Regions from separate parts of the Rattus norvegicus genome. Here region 2 is linked to region 1. The links are chromatin contacts, called in public Hi-C maps. All regions are on one chromosome and are shown on one strand. Each heading gives the region's core, a stretch centred on a gene start, on an enhancer-like site or on the middle of the called end of the contact. The rest is flanking DNA. Distances are from core to core; before and after follow the strand shown. Region 1 holds the start of Senp3 (SUMO specific peptidase 3). Region 2 holds the start of Plscr3 (phospholipid scramblase 3).

What was found. A called contact is a pair of places that touch in the nucleus more often than the background predicts.
Region 2: a contact with region 1 is called in a Hi-C map of the A7r5 cell line, with 4 times the contacts expected there. The contact joins the promoter of Plscr3 here to the promoter of Senp3 in region 1. A contact is called at or near these places in 4 of 12 Hi-C or Micro-C datasets (the A7r5 cell line, frontal cortex, kidney and 1 more) and 1 of 1 datasets of contacts at active chromatin or transcription factors (oligodendrocytes).

The regions. Positions count from the first base shown.
Region 1 is chr10:54,896,544-54,899,712 of GRCr8, forward strand. It overlaps Senp3 (SUMO specific peptidase 3), which reads right to left and starts at 1,684. Exons shown (of 11, transcript NM_001013116.2): 1 at 1,523-1,684; 2 at 3-710. The coding sequence starts at 699. All of the region lies in intron 1 of Eif4a1l (eukaryotic translation initiation factor 4A1 like), which reads left to right. Tnfsf13 (TNF superfamily member 13) reads right to left here. Exons shown (of 6, transcript NM_001009623.2): 6 at 2,262-3,023. The coding sequence ends at 2,914.
Region 2 is chr10:55,064,028-55,067,196 of GRCr8, forward strand. Plscr3 (phospholipid scramblase 3) reads left to right here and starts at 1,578. Exons shown (of 8, transcript NM_001012139.2): 1 at 1,578-1,639; 2 at 1,850-2,018; 3 at 2,280-2,518; 4 at 2,602-2,644; 5 at 2,747-2,967; 6 at 3,151-3,169. The coding sequence starts at 2,012.

The sequences.
Region 1 (3,169 bases), core at 434-2,933:
ACCCGAGTCAGGGTCCAGAGGAGACTTTGGGGTCCACCTTAGTCCATCTTCCTCCATGGGGGGCCCAGAGGGCACTGGTGGAGACCCTCTCATCCCATCCTCTGCCATGAGAGCACCTAGCAGACCCAGCCGGGGTGGGGGTAGCCCCCGTGGGGAGTCAAAACGACAGCAGGGTGATGGCACCTGTGGCGTTGCACCCCCTTCTTGGGGTGAGAGATGGTTCTTGGGGTGTGCGAGGTTCCGCCGCCGGCCTCGGTGGCGCCCCCAAAGCTTCCAGTGGAATGTCAGCGAGGTGCTTTTTGAGTAGAGCAGCATCTGGAAGGCTCTCATGGCTCGGCGCCGGCGCTGTGAGCAGGTTTTTCTATGAGAGGGTCGGAGAGCCCGAGGACGCTGGGAGGTCCCCAGCTGGCCCCATCTAGGGGGTAGCCTCCATGCCGCTACTTCCTCCTCATCTTCTTCTTCCTCCTCTTCCTCTTCTTCACTAGCTGAGGCATCAAAAGATGGCCGAGGGCCAGGGAGGCGTCTAGTTGGCACTGTGGTCCCAGACCCAGGATCTGGCCCAAAGCCACCACCTGACTTGAGCCGGGGCTTTGGGGGTAGGGGCCAACGAAGACGCTCTCGCCTGGGATTTGAGTAAGTGGTGCCGGGTCCCGGAGGCTCAGGCCCCCAAGACCCGGTCCCCTGTATAGTCTCTTTCATCTTTCAGTGCCCTGTAAAACAAAAGTTTGATTATCAAACTGAGAACACCCTACTCCTTCCTCCAAGATCGGAAATGTTCTTCAGCATTTCCCCTCTGGTTTCAGATACAAATAAAGAAAAATCTAATATCTCATAACTTCAGCTCTTCCCAGCCAACCTCGTCCAGAAGGAACTCTTCAGAGTCTTCCATCATTTCGTCCCTTGTCCAGGTAGGGAACCAAAAGAAAATGACTAACTGGTAGGCCTTAGGTATTTTATTTTTAAGCTCTCTGAATGAAACCCAGTATTTCCAGGCTTCGCTTTAATGCTGCTGTGGGTATCCTTAGGACAAGTCTGAGGGCTACATTGCTAAAAGAGATGGCTCAGCCCAGAAAATCTGGATACGGGTACCTGGGAAGACAACTTTCACCAGGAAAACTTTGGTCACGGGAGGGAAGTTCTCTTTCACCCTGGAATAATAATGGGGGTACGGGAACACACACGCCTTAGTTGTGGGGGAGGGTGGTGAGGTTATGGCTCAGGAAATAAGAGTGATAAGAAAGATGTTGAAGAAAACTGGAAGCGAATAGAATCGGTGCTTAGCGACCGAATTAAGGAGATGGGACCGAACAGAGCAGTGGGGGCCTGGCAGACCGGCCCCTCTCCAGTCTTATCCTGGGAGAACTGAATGCTTCCTAGCCGCAATATAGTTTGAAAGCTTGGGCGACTCGGCACACAACGGTCTTAAGTCCTTTAAAGGGCCTCTTGGGCCCAGTTAGGTGCGAGGGAAGACTAGAAATGGAAGAGGCCACAAGGGCGGGGGGAGGGGAAGGGGCGTCCTCACCAGGAGCGGGGAAGCCGGGCACACGGGCCCCAAGGCGGGTGTCTCCGCCTCAGGCTTTCCGGCTCATCTTTCGGACGGCGGCGACCCCGCCACTCCTGCTGTCCTCAGGCGGAGCCGTTTCAATTCACGAAGCCAAAGCTCGTGCCGCCCCACTGCGGCCGCCTCTAGCGCGGCTTTAGCCTCCACCTCTACCTCCACCTCCACCACCACCACCACCGCCACCACCCCTCCTCCTCCTTCCCCTCCCGCGAGCCCCAGGCCCACCGCCGATGGCGGCGCACAATTAGTGCGTCACACCCGGCGAGCGGCGCCGGCTCGTGCTCAGTCCCGCCTACCTCAGAGCGTCCAGGCCACCGGACGGTCCCGCCCTCGAGCTCTACGCTGAACCGAGCCTGCGCACAGTCGCCTAGGTTGCCGCGTGTGGCAGTCCCACTGCTCGCTCTTTTACGCCTGCGTGTCGCGTCCAGCCTCACGCTCTACGTCGCAGTCGTACGGTACTCCCTGCTCTTCCGTGGCCTGAGCTTCGGGTGATCCAGTGGGCTTCCCAGCGCGTGGCCAGGAAGTCAGAGACCCTGCAGGGACTGGACTGAGGCTAGGCGCTTGGGAGGCGGAGGCGGGACGTTACGTTTTTGTATTTTGATTTTTTTTTTCAACTTTAAGCAGGGCTTGATTAAAGAGTGAGACACGACCAGTGTGCCAGGGCGTCCAGTGCATACAAACTCCCCGAATACCAGTCCGATCTTGTAGAGTCTTTTATTTGTTTGTTTGAAACAGGGTCTCAACCACTGTAACCCCTGGATGGCCTGGAACTCACTATTTAGACCAAGTTGACCGCTAACATAGAAATAGGCCTCCGAGTACTGGGATTAAAGCGGTGAAGCACAATGTTCAGCTCGGAAGTTTGCTAGGGGAATGGGGAGCATGAATGGAATGGATGTCGAGGCACCTAAAATACATTTTTTTTCTAGACAGTAACAAGAATTTGGACGCAATAGTGAGATAGTGAAAATCGGGCTTCTTGTACATTGAAGCAGGGGGCTTGAAGAGTTGTGGCCGAGGGACACGTTTTCCCTAGCAGAGACCGTGTTCTTTCCTCAAACTGCCTCTAGATGGTGGTGCTGTTCTGGATGCAGTCCAGTGGATAAGGCTTGGCACAGTGCACAAAACCCCTTTAACACACACAACAAAAGAATTTGGGGCCATGTGGGAGATAGACACAAAATATTCTACTTCTTTAATATCTATGGAATCAGAACCCAGATAGTGGGATCGGGAAAGGCAAAGCGGGGAACAACAGTCAAGACGTCAAAACCAAGGAGAACGGTTCTTGACCACTTGCTGTCCTTTGTCTAGCCAGTTCTTGGAATGGGAACCCCACCTTTATAGCACAGTCATAGTTTCACAAACCCCAGGAATGTTCCATGTGGAGAAAGGCTAAGTTTTGCGTTTGCCCGAGGAATTTTGACAGTGATAATATCCCCTTGATGTAAGTGAAAGACACCTGAGGGGGGAAAAACATTTCAGATGCTTCATTCTGCCTGCTCCAACCCCTCCTCCATTTTGATTTTTATGTTTTCAGTGTTTTGTTGGGGAACATGTGCATGTGTGGAGGAGATCAGAAGACCACTTAGGAGAGTCGGTTTTCCT
Region 2 (3,169 bases), core at 328-2,827, 170 kb after region 1:
GAACTCAGGACCTCTGGAAGAACAGTCAGTGCTCTTAACCACTGAGCCATCTCTCCAGCCCCCGAAATGGCCCTTGTTAATAAGACTGTCCACTGCTGTGTGCCTCAACCTAAGCCTACTGAAGAGGGCTTGTTTAGAATTTGGGGGCTGGTAAAGCTTTGGCTCATTGGCTGCCTTTCCAGCATTAGTTAGAAGTCCCCGAAAGGGGCTGCAGAGATGGCTCAGCGGTTAAGAGCACTGGCTGCTCTTCCAGAGGTCCTGAGTTCAATTCCCAGCAACCACATGGTGGCTCACAACCATCTGTAATGGGATCTGATGCCCTCTTCTGATGTGTCTGAAGACAACGGGATCTTAGAGGTGCTGGGTCAATAGAGACAGCAAAATACCTGAAGCCAGGGATTGCATGAGCAGGCTGTAAATGATGGGGCAATGCAGGGCAAGGGATAGGGGTCTATGCTGTGCAGAAGCCTCAGAGGCTCATTTTCTTCTTTGTACATCCTGTCTCTGAGGCACAATGAAGTCATGTTTCCTCAGATGCACATCAAGACCACCGTCACTGCCCTGGTCTCTGGTCCAATCCATCACATTATGACCAGATTTCTCCTTACCTTTGCCTGCCTACAGCCTCCTAGGTTTTTCTAACACAGCAGTGCTGTTTTGGCTGTACAATAAAACTAGAATTCTCAGAGTCCCTAGTCTGCATCCCAAGCACGGAAATATAATTGGTAGCATGTAAGACCCAGGCACAAGTGGTGGGCTGTTTTGGGCTTTGTTTCTTTAATATCTCCCCTAGTGACCCAGGTCACTCCCAAGCTGACCGGGAACCCATGATCCACCCCATCTGCCCAGATACTTTGCTTTCTTCTTTTGAGAAAGGGAGTCTTTTAAGAAAGCCCCCCAATTGTAGCCCTGAATTGGTCTGGAACTATGTAGAACAGACTGACCTCATACTTGTAATTATTCTCCTGCCTCTCCTTTCCCAAATGCTGGGATTCCAAGCTTTGCCACCATGCAGAGGAATGGAGGGGCCTGTTCTGTTCAAGTGTTTTTCCCTGAGCCTTACCTCATGCACATTCATTACTGATACCGTTTGAAAGCCTGTCACGCGTGTAATGGGCGCGCCTGAACTGAGAGGTGACTGAGTGGGTCAACGCTGTGACAGGGAGAGAACACAGCGAGGTCGCCCTGAGATAGAAGACTGCCAAGCCAACTCTGGAAGGCAATGAGGGAGTGTGAATAGTGTTCCGCTGCGTCAGCGAGGCCCGACCCGCCCTTGGGAGGAGGATCCCGGGGTCCGGAGCAGCCACGCGGTGGGGAGGCAGAACCGCCACCCGCTGAAAAGGCGAGGGTCTTGTTGCTGGGGATAGGGCCGCAATCACCCTCCGACAGCCCAGGTCTCCACGCCTCTGCAGTCGGAGCGGAAGGGGCGGGACCAGGGCGAACGAGGCGCACAAGGTCCAAGGTCCGCGGCCCCGGGGGAGGAGAAGCGCCTGCTTTCTGCGCAGTCGCCCCGCCCGGATTGGGGGTGGGACTTAGGCGACCCGGGGGTGGGGTCAGATCTGGGCCCGCCTCCACCAGCGCCTGTGAGCCCGGGAGTGCGTGGCCCCCCCCCCCGGCTTTCTTATTCTGGGGGCTTCAGGTGAGCGCCCGGACCATAAAGGGGTTAAGGAGACTTTCCTCAGGGTCAGGTCATCTGTTTGACCTCAGGTTCAACTGCTCTGCCGTCTGCCCACAGCCATCTCCGCAAAAAGAAATGGGAGAACAAAGGGAGGGGGCGGTCCTGGGGCCCCTAAGGAAATTCAGGGTCCTGGGTAACCCGCCCCGCCCGCTGACACTTTCGATTTCATAGGTGCCTCCCAAGAGACCCTGGGCCGGTGCTGGGCGCAGCTGCCTCTTCGCCTCTGCTTGTCCGTCTTTGTTTCTGTGCCTGTCTGGCTGTTCCCAAGCTTGTCCCCACTCCAGAACTAAGCCTCCCCTACGCCGACAGCCCAAGACACCCTTCCCCTTTCCCATGGCAGGTACGTTGGCTCTAGGTTGGGGTCTCCGTTATCCCCCCTCACGAACTTGGGTGCCGGGTGTCGAACACATTCTCCAGGAATGTGCTCAGACTGGCTGCGTGGGGCCCTCCCTTCCTCCTGGGAAACCACCGCCCTGCCCCCCCCCCCCGCCCCATCATTCTCTGCCTCTTCTTACGTTTTCCGCGGGTGCTCCTGGTCCTTGGGCTGAGAAAGAGGATAAGGACACAGGTAACTTTCTAATCTACCCCTGCTCCCCTGCAGGCTACTTGCCCCCCAAAGGTTATGCCCCTTCGCCCCCACCTCCCTACCCCGTGCCAGCTGGGTATCCAGAGGCGGCGGCGCTGCATCCTGGACCCGGACAGGCTCCAGTGCCCACCCAGGGGCCTGCCCCTGCGCCTGGCTTCTCTCTCTTCCCCTCGCCAGGCCCGGTGGTCCCAGGGCCTCCTGGTCCCTTCGTGCCATTGCCAGGGGTGCCTTCTGGCCTGGAATTCCTAGTGCAGGTGAGTGGGAGAGAGGATGGCTGGGAGGAGGACTGATGTTCGAGGTGAGGAATGAGGTCAACGCTGCTCTTAACACTTTACAGATTGATCAAATCTTGATTCATCAGAAGGCTGAGCGAGTGGAAAGTGAGTAGGAGGTGGAATTAAGTTGGGCTTCATGATGTTTGTGACAGTGGTGAGTTTCTGGGCAGGTGAGGCCCCTGAGCCTCAGCGTGTTCCCCTTCACAGCGTTCCTAGGCTGGGAGACCTGTAATAGGTATGAACTTCGCTCCGGGACCGGACAGCAACTGGGTCAGGCAGCTGAGGAGAGCAACTGCTGTGCCCGGCTGTGCTGTGGTGCCCGCCGGCCGCTTCGTATCCGCCTAGCGGACCCCGGGGACCGCGAGGTGCTCCGCCTCCTCCGCCCACTTCACTGCGGCTGCAGCTGCTGTCCTTGTGGTCTTCAGGAGGTGGGCATGACAGGTTTTGTGGTGGTCGGTGGGCAGTGTGGTAAGCGGCCCAGAAAGAGTTGTGGCTTTAGGAGGAGTCGGGGCGGTCGAGTGTCTGATCAGTCAGAAGACAGCAAGCAGCAATATAGGGCGCTGGCCAAGGTACCGTGGCTTGGCAGTGGACCTGTCTGCTTCCCTTTCCAGATGGAAGTCCAGGCCCCAC